Regions from separate parts of the Mus musculus genome. Here region 1 is linked to region 2. A link is a contact called in public Hi-C data. All regions are on one chromosome and are shown on one strand. Each heading gives the region's core, a stretch centred on a gene start, on an enhancer-like site or on the middle of the called end of the contact. The rest is flanking DNA. Distances are from core to core; before and after follow the strand shown. Region 1 holds the start of Prox1os (prospero homeobox 1, opposite strand). Region 2 holds the start of 4930488B22Rik (RIKEN cDNA 4930488B22 gene).

What was found. A called contact is a pair of places that touch in the nucleus more often than the background predicts.
Region 1: a Hi-C map of embryonic stem cells shows a contact between it and region 2, with 12 times the contacts expected there. The contact joins the promoter of Prox1os here to the promoter of 4930488B22Rik in region 2. A contact is called at or near these places in 1 of 39 promoter capture datasets (embryonic stem cells), 15 of 484 Hi-C or Micro-C datasets (all in embryonic stem cells) and 3 of 115 datasets of contacts at active chromatin or transcription factors (all in embryonic stem cells).

What each region holds. Positions count from the first base shown.
Region 1 is chr1:190,168,346-190,175,074 of GRCm38.p6, reverse strand. It overlaps Prox1os (prospero homeobox 1, opposite strand), which reads right to left and starts at 4,779. Exons shown (of 2, transcript NR_151620.1): 1 at 4,647-4,779. Prox1 (prospero homeobox 1) reads left to right here and starts at 4,248. Exons shown (of 5, transcript NM_008937.3): 1 at 4,248-4,807.
Region 2 is chr1:184,710,300-184,717,233 of GRCm38.p6, reverse strand. It overlaps 4930488B22Rik (RIKEN cDNA 4930488B22 gene), which reads right to left and starts at 4,737. Exons shown (of 3, transcript NR_040627.1): 1 at 3,940-4,737; 2 at 3,716-3,828.

The DNA of each region.
Region 1 (6,729 bases), core at 3,530-6,029, 5.5 Mb before region 2:
GGCCACGCGGCCACTCTCGTAGAGCATTACAACCCTGCCAGGCTGGAAAGAGTGGCGGTGCCCAGAGGCTTGGCGTGATTTTGCCCACTGTGCCCCGCGTGCCGTGGAGTCTGCTGACACGAGCACTCTCACCCACCCCACTCCCGCGCCCCTGCGGCCGGAGCCTGCCTTTTGTACTTCGCTGACAGCAAGACTGGCTGATCACACCCACTGGTGGTGGCGGCGAGTGTGTTGGTGTGTGTGTGAGAGAGGGAACATTCCACTCTGTGACACCTCCAAGTACGGGGAAGAGCACCCTGTTTGTCTCCGCAGGAGTCCCACCGCTTATCTCTGACCAAAGCGCTCTTCCAGTTTCCCTGTTGTGGACTGAAGAAGATAAGATAACTCTGTGTGTGTGTGTGTGTGTGTGTGTGTGTGTGTGTGTGTGTGTGTGTGTGTGTGTGTTTAAAAAGAAAGAAAGAAAGAAACAAAACCGAAATCACAGACTCTCTGCACCCTGGCCCTCAAAGCCTGGGAGGGGTTGCAGATGAACAAGCAATCTCAGGGAGTCTGAGCAGCCCCACCGAAGGCCTGGCGAGTGCCTCTCGCATCGCAGCCCGGTGCAGTGGCTGGGTTATGTAAGTAAGAGCCCTCCCTGCGCTCCGCACCATCTGTTAATATCTTGATATTGGAAAGTTCGGTGCCTGAGGCAAAGCCAGGGCTGGCGGAGAATAGCTTCCAGCCTACTCCTTATTCTTCTAGGGCAGGGAATACCCTCCCCTGGCCCTTTGTTCGTTTCTGTCCACTTCCCCGCATCAAGCTGTCCTATGACACACACTCCCTCGGTCACCAGTAACCCTTCATTCCCGTGGGGTTGTGTTTTTCTTTGAGGTCACCTTGTTGCGTGTTAAGTCTTTCCTATGAATGTTTACGAGTGTGGCGATCCTGTGCCATTTTATGGTAAAATGTGTGTGGGTGGGTGCTCTTTTTGTTCTGGTGGGGAGAAAGCTTTATCATTATTATTATTATTATTATTATTATTATTATTATTATTATTTTAAATCAGTTTTTCTGACAGTCCTCATGGCTCCCAACTTCTTTGGAGGGACTCGCTGGTGTTTACTTTGAAAGCTGTTGGTTAAACAAACATCACTCGAGGCTTCTGTGCAGTGGCGTCCCCAAGAGAGAGCTGCCACAGCTGCTACTTGCCACTGATCTGGTGGCATTTCACTTTCTCCCCCGCCACTCAGAACAAATCCAGGTTGGGTTAGGCGTCATGCTGGGAACAGGGGAGGAGAGGAAGAGGCCAGCCGTCAGCCCGCCTCTAGGCGACGTGCAGCAGGCTGGTCTGCTCCCGCTGCTACAGCGACCTCCCTCTCGTCCCCTCCTCAGGTGGGTGGTGGTGGGTGGGTGGGCAGGCAGGAGGCCTCCAAGGCTCTCCAGCATCCCGCTCTCGGTTTGCCTCTTCATTGGATCCGCTTGACCCCCCCCCCCCCCGCCCCCAACATCTTTTAGGCACTGGTGCCTGCTGTTTGTAAGGTTTCAGATGACCTATAAAGCAATGCTTTCCCTTCCTGGCCCCTAAGGGTTTTTAAGAAGAAACAGGAGGAAAAAGTCAAGGCAAAGTGTGTTCAGCCCGGATGCACAACTGCTTTTCGCTAACAACACTTTAATCACTCTTCAGATAAGCCACTAGTACAACCTGCAAGAGCGCGGCTCATCCCAAGACGAATCAGAACTTGTGCTCACTTTAAGTGTCTAGGATGGTGCTGGCCAGGATGGGCAAAAGAATGGTTTGCAAGGAGCTTGGCCCCTGACTTCGCAGATGTAGCCGGTATTTAGGACACCTCTGGTCTCCAGGCTGACTGATAGCTTTTTCTCTATCAGAAAACAAACCGCGAGTCGGCAGAGATAGGGGCCCTGGGCCTCACGACCGCGACTGCTCTAGTGCGGCTTGGAACCCAGGGGAGCTCCGCTTAAGCCCTGGCCAGACAGCACGCCGGGAGCTTGGCTCACGCGTGGCCTGGACAGTTAGGGGGCAAGACAGGGCTCGGCTAAACCTTTCAGAACCCCAGGTCGCCACCCCAGCTCACACGCCCAGCATGGCCAGCGCTCGGCTTTCCACGCGCAGCTCCTGTGCCCTACTGCGGGCTGCGAACTGCTGCAGCTGAGCCTCAGAGGCGCAGGCTGTCGGTGGGGAGTTTGCTTGTCTGTCTGGTGGTTACCCCAGCTTTATGTCAGGCCTATTTTGTCCCTCTGCGAGATTGATAAATGACTTATTTGAGGGCACGCAGGAAACTTTTCCCGCCGCCAGATCCCAATCGTGTCATGTGCAAAGCGTGCGTCCGAACGCTAAGTGCAACTACAACAAACTACAACAGAGTGGAATCTCTCCGTCCACCCTTGCCTCTTTTCTCCCCCTCCAACCTCCTTTCTTCCTTCCTCTGTATCCTCCCTTTTAGCCGTCGAACTGACGCTAACTTACAAGCGCAAACAGATTCTTCAAGAGAAAAAATAAAGGGTCGAAAAAATTCTCGAATCCCAAATTCCACCCTTTTCAGTACATCCGTTTACCTCAAAGGTGTCCAACCCATATTTCACCCCCATCTAACGGGCACGTGAGTGGGTAATTTCACTCCCTGGCCCCGATTTACGACAGGAGTCCATCATTGGAGGTGCGGGTAGTGTACTGAGCAAGCGCTGGGCAATGCTGTTTCCCGACTTGAGCTCGGGAAAGTCTTCAGGCAGTCAAGGAGGTGGGAAGACGGATAGGTGTGCTTAGGTGAGCTTTTTTTCCTGCACACCCACCTACCTCTCTCTCTCTCTCTCTCTCTCTCTCTCTCTCTCTCTCTCTCTCTCTCTCTCTCCCTCCCCCCCCCTGTCCTTTTCAATATTTGAATTCCGTGCCTGCCAAAAGTTTCCCACAGGGCACACACTTCAGACATACACACTGACACCGTTGTTCGACTCACAGGGGATTAATATCCTCTCCCATTCTGATAAATCGGAGAAGGTCCTAGAGTGTGCGCGGCAGACGATGGCGGCGGGTCTGCTGGTGTACTCGCATCTTATAAATACCCTGTCACAACACGTTTCAACCTTTGATCTGATTGAATTGGAGGGACTCAGAAAAAATTCTTGTCCCCACAGCACCTTTTGTAAAAGTCTCTAATCTCCTAGGTATGAACATTTAAAGTGCTTCTCAGCTCTTGAGGCTCGGGGTTTATGGAGTGTTTATGTCCACACTGCCTCTTTAGTAAGCGCTGCTGTTAACTGTGCCCAGGGAGAGGACCATTCAAGCTGAGGCTGGAGGCTCTTCAGCATTTGTCAAGGAAAGCCAAGGCCCTCTTTAAGAGCCACGTTATCTGAAGAAACCTTGCTGCTAATTTTCACCCAAGATGTCAAACCAACGTGTGTTTTATGTGGCTTTAAGTATTAGAGTCTGAGATGTCTTGCCCAATAAACTTTTAAGTTTGTCATTCAGACTTCGAAATCATGTGAATCCTATATCGAACTAGTTTCTTTGGCCATGTAGGGATGTGCGAACTGGAGAAGGGTGGCCAGAAACGATGTTTATAGCATATGTGGTCACTATGCCTACAATTGAAATAATACTTTTAAAGGTAATCGGGGGCGAATTCCTATAAATTCTGAGGTCTGATTGACTGGGACTCAGCCAGTGCGGGTAGAGGTTTTTAATATCAGACTTAGCGGCCCCAGTGTGAAATCTCTGGCACTTATTTATTTTTTAAAACCTAAGCCTACCTGTGTTTGCTCATCCTCTTTAAAAGGAAACTAGGGTGACTGGTCCTATTGATACTATCTATGATCATTTCCAAAGCAGAACGAGTTGTGCCCCCCCCCCACAACATTCCGCCCTTTATGCCACCCCGACCCTTAAAATATCCACTTTTTTTTATCCTGTATACTTTTCCGAGCCTTCCTCCATCCCAGTCTGGGGAGTGCTCCCGGCCGCTGGGAGAACTCCATCATCTGTGTCAGTGAAATGGAAAAAAAAAAAAAAAAAAAAAAAAGACCTGCGTCCTGGAAGAGCAAGTGTGAGCCGGGCGCCGCGGTGCACAACGCCCGCAGATGGCTCGCGGCGGCCGGGGCGCGGCGATCCAGGCGCCCCAAGCAGTGGCAGGGCGGGGTGGGGGCCGGGGCTGGTGGCCCGGGCGGGGGAGCGCTGGGCCCCCCTCTCCTCCTCTCTCCCCAGCCCCTCACCCCCACCCCTTTTATATATATGTATATTTTTTTCCTCACAAGTTCTCTTGCCTCGCTATCCCCCCTTGAATCCGAAGGCGCCTCGCGATTGGGTGCTGGGACCGGGTACGTCAGTGGGACTGTGACGTGCAGTCTTCCTGTTTCCTTCAGCTGTGTCTTAAAGTAAATCTTGTTGTGGAGCGGAGCCCTCAGCTGAGAGAGCGCTGGGAAAGCGACGGCCACTGCAGCCGGGGAAGCCGCGCGGCGCACACAAGCCTCTCCGCCGTGCCCGCTGCTCCTCGGGCCACCGCTCCGCGCTCCAGCCCTCGCCGCCTTCTCCGCTCTCTCTCCCCTTCTTTCCCCGGGCTCCCGGCTCTGCCCTGCGCGCCTCTCCCCTCCCCTCCCTCCTTTCTCCCCTCGCCTCTCAGCACTCGCCCAGATCACTCGCTCCCGCACAGACTCACCGACCCCTGGGCCAATTATCACCAGTAAGACATCACCGCGTGCGCGCGTGGGTTTCTTCTCTGCCCGCAAGAGAAGAAGAGAGGGGGAGAGAGAGAGAGAGTGAAAAGAAAGAGAGAGAGAAAGAGAGAGAGTGGCTGCGCCCCGCTGCTGCCCGCACCGCGTAAGTATCTTCACCCGGTTGCTGTCCCCTCCCCTTTTCCAGAATCGCTCGCACTGGCTCGTTCTTGAATGGGAAAGAGAGAGAAGAGCCTCCCGTTACTCACACCCGTGTAAACATTCTTTTTCCAAGGGGGAAAATGGTGTTATTTACATGAATCGTGATCAAATAGCCTCTAAAAACAGTTTTCTAAGCAGGAGGCTCAGTGGAACTCCGAGCTCCGCTCCTCCCAGTAAACGAAGAGTAAGTGACCTGCTTGGCTTTTATTTCTTTCTCGCGCCTGCCGGTGACTGGGATGATGGTGGCGATGGGGGGAGGCTGGTGTTGCTGGACTTGTCGCTGATCTTGTCACCTTTTGTGTACTGTGTCTGGGATGCGCTGAGGCTCTGGCTTTCTTTTATTTTGTATTATTTTTATTTCTTTATTTTTCTTGCACTCTTTTCAGGGGAGGGGGCCGCGAGGGGGATGAGTCCCTTTTGGTTGTTGTTCTTCTAGATTTTTTTTTTCTTGCAATCTTCCCAGCTTCTTCTTTTTCTTCTCCGGGAGTTGAAACTCCAGGGCCTGTCCCCGAGTCCTTCTCCCTTTGTCTTGTTTATTCTAGCTGCCTTTCTTCCCGGCTTTCCCTATTTGCTTGCTGTTTGCATACCTTTCACTTCTCCTTTTTTAACCCGGGGCAGAGGGCCGGCCGTGGGGAAGAGGGCGGGGAGGAGGGGGCGCCCGGTGACTTTCCTCTGTGTGCTCAGCGCCGGGAGCTTGCACCCAGCTCTGCAACAGAGGAGAGACGAGTTGGGGGACGGTCCGGTACGGAGGAGCGAGCGCGGTGCCAGTCCACCCAGTCTGCTTGCGCCGCGCTGGGAAGCACTGAGTAGGGGGAGTTTGCCCGAGAGCCTCAGGGGTCGCTAGTGGGGCGACCTGGACGCCGCACCGAAGAGGGCCGGCCCGGGGTCGGGTTGTGCTTGGGCCGCCCATAGACGAGAAGAAGCTCCCAGCCATTACTGGCACGCTTGGGTGGTGGGCAGCTGCGCCCTGGCCTCGCTGAGTGCCGCTACTCTGCTGCCCCAGTTCCTAGGACTGGGGAGGGAGGAGAAGAGCCCAGCAGAGTGGAGAGGTGAGAGTGATTGTTGCTGAGAAGAAGGACGAGGAGGGCGGGAGGAAGGGGGAGAGCTGCTATCTTGCCTGAACAGACAAGGGGAAGAGACGGGGAGGGGGGCGGTAGACCTCACCCAAAGTCCAGCTGAGCAAGTTGTCGTTGCCTTTGCTGCGCCAGCCGGTTAGTCCTGCTAAACTGAGCGCCTATGCAGAGAGCGATGGGGGCCGGGGGAGAGCAGCGAGCCACACTCAGACTCTCCCACCCCTGCCTAGCTTCTTGGGAAGTTGAGTCTTCCTGGCGGCTCAGAGCAGAAGCCGAAGGAGGGGCTGAGAGACAGTCTTAAGTAGCCCAAGGTTGCTGGTTGGAGCGCGAAACGCTGTTCTTGGCAGCCCAGAGCCCTTCTCTGCCTCGGGGAAGGCTGGAACCGCACCTGCTTGCTTCTATTTTTCCTAGAAGATCTGTGTTGTCTCCTTAAGCTAATGAAAACAGAACAAGCCCAGGGTGGCCTCCTCTCTCAGAGTCTCCCTCTTGTTCTCCCTTTCCGAGTTCTGCCTGCTTTTTTACCACCCCCTTCCCATGCCCCTCTGTTAAAAAAAAAAAAAAAAAATCATTTCCTCTCCTAAACCAGTCAGGCAAAAGTCTGTTAACAGAACGCACATGGACAGGGCTGGACAGGTGTGTTGTGTCAAGAAAGACAGGTGCAAGTTTCCTGGGGTCTGTCTTTCTGTACAGCTCCAGACTCCAGGCTTCTGGGACGAAGGGGTTTGTGAATTTATGGTGGTTCTCCTTAACGGGATTGTCAGGCTAATGGGAATCAGGCTCTTGGCTGTTGTGT
Region 2 (6,934 bases), core at 3,488-5,987:
CTCAGGTTGCTCCTGGCCGCATACCCCCCACCCCCAATCATACCGAAGTTTCCTATCTTTTCTGGATGTCATTTAATTTTTATCACGTAGCCTAGGCTGGCCTCGAACTTGTTATGAAGCCCAGAATTAACTTTAACCCTCCTGTTGTCAAGGCTCCAGTGCTGGGATTTCAGGCAAGCGACCGTTTTATGCCCTGCTGGGTGCTGGGGGCTTTGTCCGTGACTTGATTTCTTGATGTCTTTTCTTTGTAGGGTCAGGTGGTGAGTCGCCTTCCTGAAGAATTTTCCTAGGGTAATGGGGTGCAACTGGGGGAGTTGTTGGCGATTTATTTGGGGCTGGTGCTAGGGGATCGGCGTGAAGCATGGAGGGGCTGTGGGGAATAAAGGAGGAGGGAAAGTTAGGAAGTAGGAGATCCCAACAAAAGGTGGGATTTGGAAGTCTTTCTCAGAGTGGGCGGAGTTGACACAACGGTTCGGCTGGGTCATAAATTAATAGATTTATCCCTCAATCAGGGGGAAGCCATTAAAATATTCTTGGCTTCGTCTGTGGGAAAATAATTTTTTTGATGGAGTTGCCCCAGAAGACCCCGTGAAACCCCTCACTCCTGGCCTCCCATTTCCTCTCTGCGGGAAGGAGGGGGCAAAGATGGACTCTGGGGAGCCCTCCTCTCCATATTGGCCGGCAGCTTGAATTTGACTTCAGGCGTTCCTTTCTATTTCTTAGTTTGATCTCCCACCTCGGAGACTTGGGACCCCAGCGGTATGCGTCCCCTAGCCAGCCCAGCCCCTGTCACTGCTGTCCCTCCCGCCAGCAAACTGCAAAGACCTGGAGTGAGCACTTGGCCTCTCTAAGTTCAGGCATGACAAGCGCCTGGCACTGGAGAACCAGAGAAGTCTAGCAAAAGTGGAAGGAAGTGTCCCCCACAGGGAGGTGACAGACTCCTTCAGAGCCTTTAGGAGATAAGCCTGGCCAGGCCCCCTAAGACTCCCAGTGTGGTCCCGGGCCCCTGAAGGGTCCTTTCAGAGGATCCCTTAGGTCAAAACTATTTTCACAATAAAAGGTTATTGCCTACCCCACAACTCTCTCAGGGGATAGTTTGTAGTGGTGACATCATAATGTGTGCGTTTATAACGTTTTGCAAACATTCCAGGTTTTTTTTTATTATTATTGTATTTCGGTAAAAAATGCTTTTCAAAAATCTTTCCATGCTCAGCCTCTGTTTGTAGGACTGTTCACATTTACTTAATCATGAAATGAAAAATAGATTTTGTCGACTGCAGCGGCCATATTTGAATTGCTCCATAGCCCACGCTATCAGATGGGAGAGGCGCTGACTTGCTATCTCAGGGTTTTACTGCTCTAGGCTAATGTATAAAAGTAGATATAGTCCCACAGACAAACACTGGGTGTAATCTTGGAGGCAGAGGCAATAGGTTCAGGAATTTGAGATCTGGGCTGGGCTACATGGTTAGCCGAGGCTAGCCTGGGCTTCCAGAGACTCTGCCTCAGATAAGAAAATCATCCTGTAAGTTATAAAGAAAGTCTGTCAGGAAGTCTGAGGCTCGCTTGGATGCCTCCCCTCAGCACACAGGAGGCTGTGTGGGATGTGCTGTCTTTGTAATCCTGGACAGCTTTTGTAACTTTGAACTCTAAGCTTCGGTTCACTTGTTGCTGTTGTTTTGTTTTTAACAAATTAAAATTGAAAATAAGTCTTTTTCATACAATATATTCTTTTTACAGTTTCTCCTCTCAGATCCTCCCACCTCCCCACTAATCCAACTCTTTGCTCTTCTCTCTCAACCCCCACCCCTTTTAGAAAACAAACAGAGGGGAAAAAATCTAAATAAACCAGAGTAAGATACAATGAAGAAAAAAAACCCACAAAAAACCAAAACTGAAGAAAAAGAATGAGAGGCACAAACATATCAGGACACATGCCCAGACAAGCATAAATCTCAATCCCATCCAATCTGAGAAAAAATATATCTTTTTATTATCATCTGTCTGTCTGTCTGTCTGTCTTCAAAAGACAAGTAAGATTTTTTTTTAAAGGCGAGACAAAGCATTATGAGAAAAAAAAAATCTCCCCAAATACCACTGGGTTCGTGTTTTGGATTAGCCATCTATTGCTGGGTATGGTGCGTGCCCTTGAATGTGGTTTGTATACCAGTGAGATGCCATTGGAGAGAACTGATTTTTCCCTTTGCTGTCAGTTGGGGATAGCTAAGCTTCAGTGCTCCTCTAAAAACAAGCACAACAGAGGCAGGAGAAATAGCTCCTGGTTAAGAGCACTCCTCTTCCTGAGGACTCAGGTTAGTTCCCCATGTTAGACAGTTCCCAATGACCTGTAACTCCAGCTCCAGAGATCCACCATTCTCTTCTGGACTCCCCAGGGGCATTGCACTCATACACGGACATACACACAATTAAAAAAAAGTACTCTGAAAAATGCTGAAGTAGGAATAGTAGTAATAACCCTGCCCCTTCCAGGTGACTGTGAAGAACGCATTACATAGAGTTAAACAGTAACCATGCCTCTGTTTAAACAGCAACCACTCCTGTATCCATGATAGCTGTTTCTGCATATGTAAAGGGCAACAGTAAGCTGTAAGTAACAGTAAGCTGTAAGTAAGTTTAGTACTGGTGAGGGAGTCACGTTACTATATAACAATATTCAGGACATTTTTATTTGGTGAAGCTGGAATTCTCTACTATTAAAAATCTTGCCACAAGAGGCTCCCGAGACCCCACCTCTAACAGGGGGACTGCGGGTGGCTAATGGCTGCAGGAGAAGGGGAGGTAGTTTCCTTCAGTAATGTAGCCACTGGTGTGTTCCCCCACTGGATATGAACTACTCATTCTTATCCATGTCACCATGGGGCGGGGAGGGGGACACATCAAAATAGAGGGAGCTTTTGGGAAGAAGAAGGGCTTGAGAGAAAGTGGGTGGAGAGGAAGGAAAAGAGGGAGAGTAGGAGAAGGATAGAGGGAGGGGGGAGGGTAATAGAGGTGAAAAATACCCTAAATTCAGAATCCACTCGAATAAAGTTGTCAAGGAATGAAAAGCAAGGCAAAACCTTTCCCATAATTAATATTTTTATATTGATGGGAATCAAACCCCAGGCTTTGGACCAGAAATCTCTTCTTAAGAGCTAACCATCCTAGTTAAGTATTAAAGTCATTCTCTCAGGGCAGCTGGAGTAGTTGGGAAAGGACAGCCAGAGAGGCGACGATGTCATCAGGCCTCACCCCTTCCTTCCCTGCTGCATGCGCTGCACATACCCTTGCATTGGAGATGACCGGTGGCTTCCTTCGTGGCTAGTGAGGTGGGTCCTGTGTGGTCCACAGCTGCCTGTAACTCCTACTCAAAGGGATTTTGCTCCCTCTTTTGGTTTCTATGGGCATCATGCACCTGTGCCCATATCTCTCCCCCACCCCAAACACATAATTAAAAATTGAATAAAAATCTAAGATTAATACAATGGCAGTACTGCCTTTAGGTGCAACTTGAGATGGTATAGGCCTTAAAGGAAAGTTATTAACTCCCAGGACTGAAGGCTGACGGTGGGGAAGGGAGCTGCACTCAGGGATCTGTCTGAGAGGATCTTCATCCATGCTTCTCTCGGTATCTCCCTACACTAAGTCTGACTCATCCTGCTACCAAGCCTCTGTTCTTGTGTGTACTACACCAGCTAAAATCCACATGGTCTCTTACCCTAGGAAGATGTTGGATGACAATGATGGAATCCATAGGCCCCTCCTTTTGTCTGCATCAGCTGACCTTGATCCTTTGCCCTTTCCTGTCCACGGAGATTCCCTCAAAAAACCCTGAGTGAATTTGGAAAGAGGAAAAGGGAAACAGAAGATGAAATTCAGGAATCTATTACTGTACCTATCTTCAATTAGGGCACGAGTATGTTCTTTTATTTCCCTTCTTACCAGTTTACCAAGAAGCCATCTTCGAACTGGGGAGTGTTGACAGCTGTGGATCTCACCTGGACAGGCACACAGTTGATGACATCATTTCAGTCTTGACAGGATGCCTTCGTTTTACACGATGAACTCTGACCCTCTTGCGGGTCACGTCCCTCTTGGGGATTTGTTAGAATCCAGATTTAACTACCTCTCTACTAGATTTGCTTTTATAGATCTTCAGTGAGGTAGGGACTGGATATGTGGATGGTTAATGAGTATCCAAGGGGTTGTTATGATCAGACCAGTTTAGGAAATAGTGTAGTAGTGGTGGTGACGAGTGAGAAATGTCCTCACAGGCTCAGGTACTTGAATGTGTGGTTCCATGTGCTGTTTGGGAAGTCATGGAACCTTTAGGTGGTGCAGCCATGCAGGAGGAAGCACGCCACTGAGGGTGGGCATTGAGTGATCATGGCCTCAGTCCTCTCTCTGCTCTGTTTGCAGTGACAGAAGTGATTTTTCTTAGCTTCCCACTTTCTGGTCATTGTGTGTTATCACAACAGGAAAGCGACTGACACACTGACATCCTTTGCTGTGGCTGTTAGAGAACACAATAATCCCACCGGCTGGGTAAATGGCTCTGTAAATGTCCAGTGTTGAGGTTTCGCCTTTTACTGTCTATTGTAATGCTAAGTGTGGGCCCCCAAGACCTGGAGTCTGCACACAGCTCATGTGACCCTGTCCCCAAGTTAATTCTGATTGGTGAATAAAGATGTCAATAGCTGTGCAGAAGAGACATAGGTAGGGTTTAGGATTCCCAGGCTTGTGGGAGAGGAGCGCTCACTGGAGAGGAGGAAGGAAAGTCACAATGGGTTAAGGGTCAAGGGTCATGAGAACTACCCAATCAGAGTTAAGAGCAGCCCAGATGGAACATGGTAAATAGTAAGTAATAACTCAGGGTTATCAATAGTGAAGTGGATTCTAACAGCTTGGAGGTGAGGTATCCATCCGTTCAGCTATTGTGCTGCTTAAGGCTTGTAACTATGAAGGCTGTGAGTGTGTTTTTCATCCAGGAACTCAATAACCAAAGGTGGGGTAGAAACCTCGGCTGGGATTTAAATAATTTATTATAACACTCCAGAGGTAAGGTATGGATTTAGGGTGCTGATATCAATTTCAACTGTGCATTCTTTGTCATCCCCTCCCTTCTTCCGTCTCTCCATCCTTTTCCTCCTTTCAGGCTTCCATCTCTGTTTTATTTTCAATCGCGTGTCTTTGTGCCCTTGTGTCGGTCCCACTGAGGCCAGAAGAGGGCACCCAGTCACCTGGAACTGGAGTTACAGCTGGTTGTGAGCTGGCTGATATGGGTGCTGAGAACTGAGCTTAGGACCACAGCAGGAACCTTGCTTGCTTTTAAACCAGAGAGCTACCTCTCCAGTCCCATCTTCCCCTGTTTGCTTCCTTCCTCCCTTCTTCTCCTCCCCCCACCCCCCTCTCTGTTTTTGTGGTACAGAGGCTCACTCTGCTCAGGCTGGCCTGGAACTCACTTTGTTGCCAGGGTTGACCTTGAACTCCAAATGTTTTTGTCTCTGCATCCCCAAAGGCTGGGATTTCTGGCTCACACCTCCGGGCTCACTCTCCCATTTTTGTCTTCTCCTTGAACAAATTTTATTGTACTATTTAAGTATTATATCACAAATTATTATTATTTTTGCAAACAAAGTAGACTATAATAGAAGGAATTCTGGCAGGATGTAAAGGGACGGATTCTACGGGTCATTCTGAAGACACTTTTCGATGGACTGTTTCTGGAAGTGTGAAAGCCACCCAGAGATGTTTCCACAAGTCACAGCAGGCTGGGGAGGGAGTATCAGCTTGTTTCTTAGGCTACTACCCCAATTTAGCATCAACCTAGTGACTTAAAACTTCCTCACTTTATTGTCTCACCATTCTGGATGCCAGACATCTGAAATGAGTTTTTCAGGGTGAAGACATGGTGTTGACAGGGGTAGATCCTTCTGGAAGTCACAAGGGGAGAAATGTGCTTTATTATAGCTTCAGGTTGCTGCTGGCACTCCGTGGTTTATGTCCTTGTCACCTCAGTCCTGGTTTCTCTGATGACATAGACTTCTGTTCTGCATCAAATTTCCTTTGGGCCTCCTCATGTGTGTGTGTGTGTGTGTGTGTGTGTGTGTGTGATGTGTGTGTATATATGTATATACATGTATACATGTGTGTATGAAGGTCAGAGGTGAGCCTTGGGTGTTGCTTTAGACGTATTCATCTTATATGGTATGCATGTGGTATATGTGTGCATTGTTTGTATGTGTGTGTGTGTGCACATGTGTTTGCTTGTAGATGTTAGAGAAAAACTTTGGGTGTGCCGTCCTATCTATCTCTGCATTATTCTTTTGAGACAGGCTGTCTCAACTGAACCCAGAGCTATACCAGCAGCCAGTAAGTTGCAGGGATCCTCCTGTCTCCGTGCTTCACAGTGCCATGGATACAACCACATCTGTTTTTATTTCTATTTTTATTTTTTTAATGTGCATACTTGGGACACTCATGTTTGCATAACAAGTCCCCCCCCCCAAGTCATATTTCTAGCCCTCTTGCATTTGAGACAAGGTCTCTCATTGGCTGGGGGGGGGGTCCACCAATTAGGACAGGTTGGTTGGTCAATAAGCCTTAAGAATCCTCCTGCTTCTGCTTCCCCAGTGCTGGGATAAAGGTATGTGCCAGCACACTTGGCTTTAACAGGAACTCTGAGATCCATACTTGGGTCTTCAAGCTTGCACAGAAAGACTATTATTCATTTGTCTCCCCAGTCCTTTGCCTTTTATAAATGATGTGTGGTTTCATTCAGCACCAACACACAGACTCCAGTGTCAGCTGCCATCACAGGGTCTTTAAATTGATTACACCTGCATCCTCCTTTTCCAAATAAGGTAACCCTCACAATATTGGTAATACTGGGAATAGGGATGTGCTAATTAGTTCTGTCAACTTGATACACACTAGA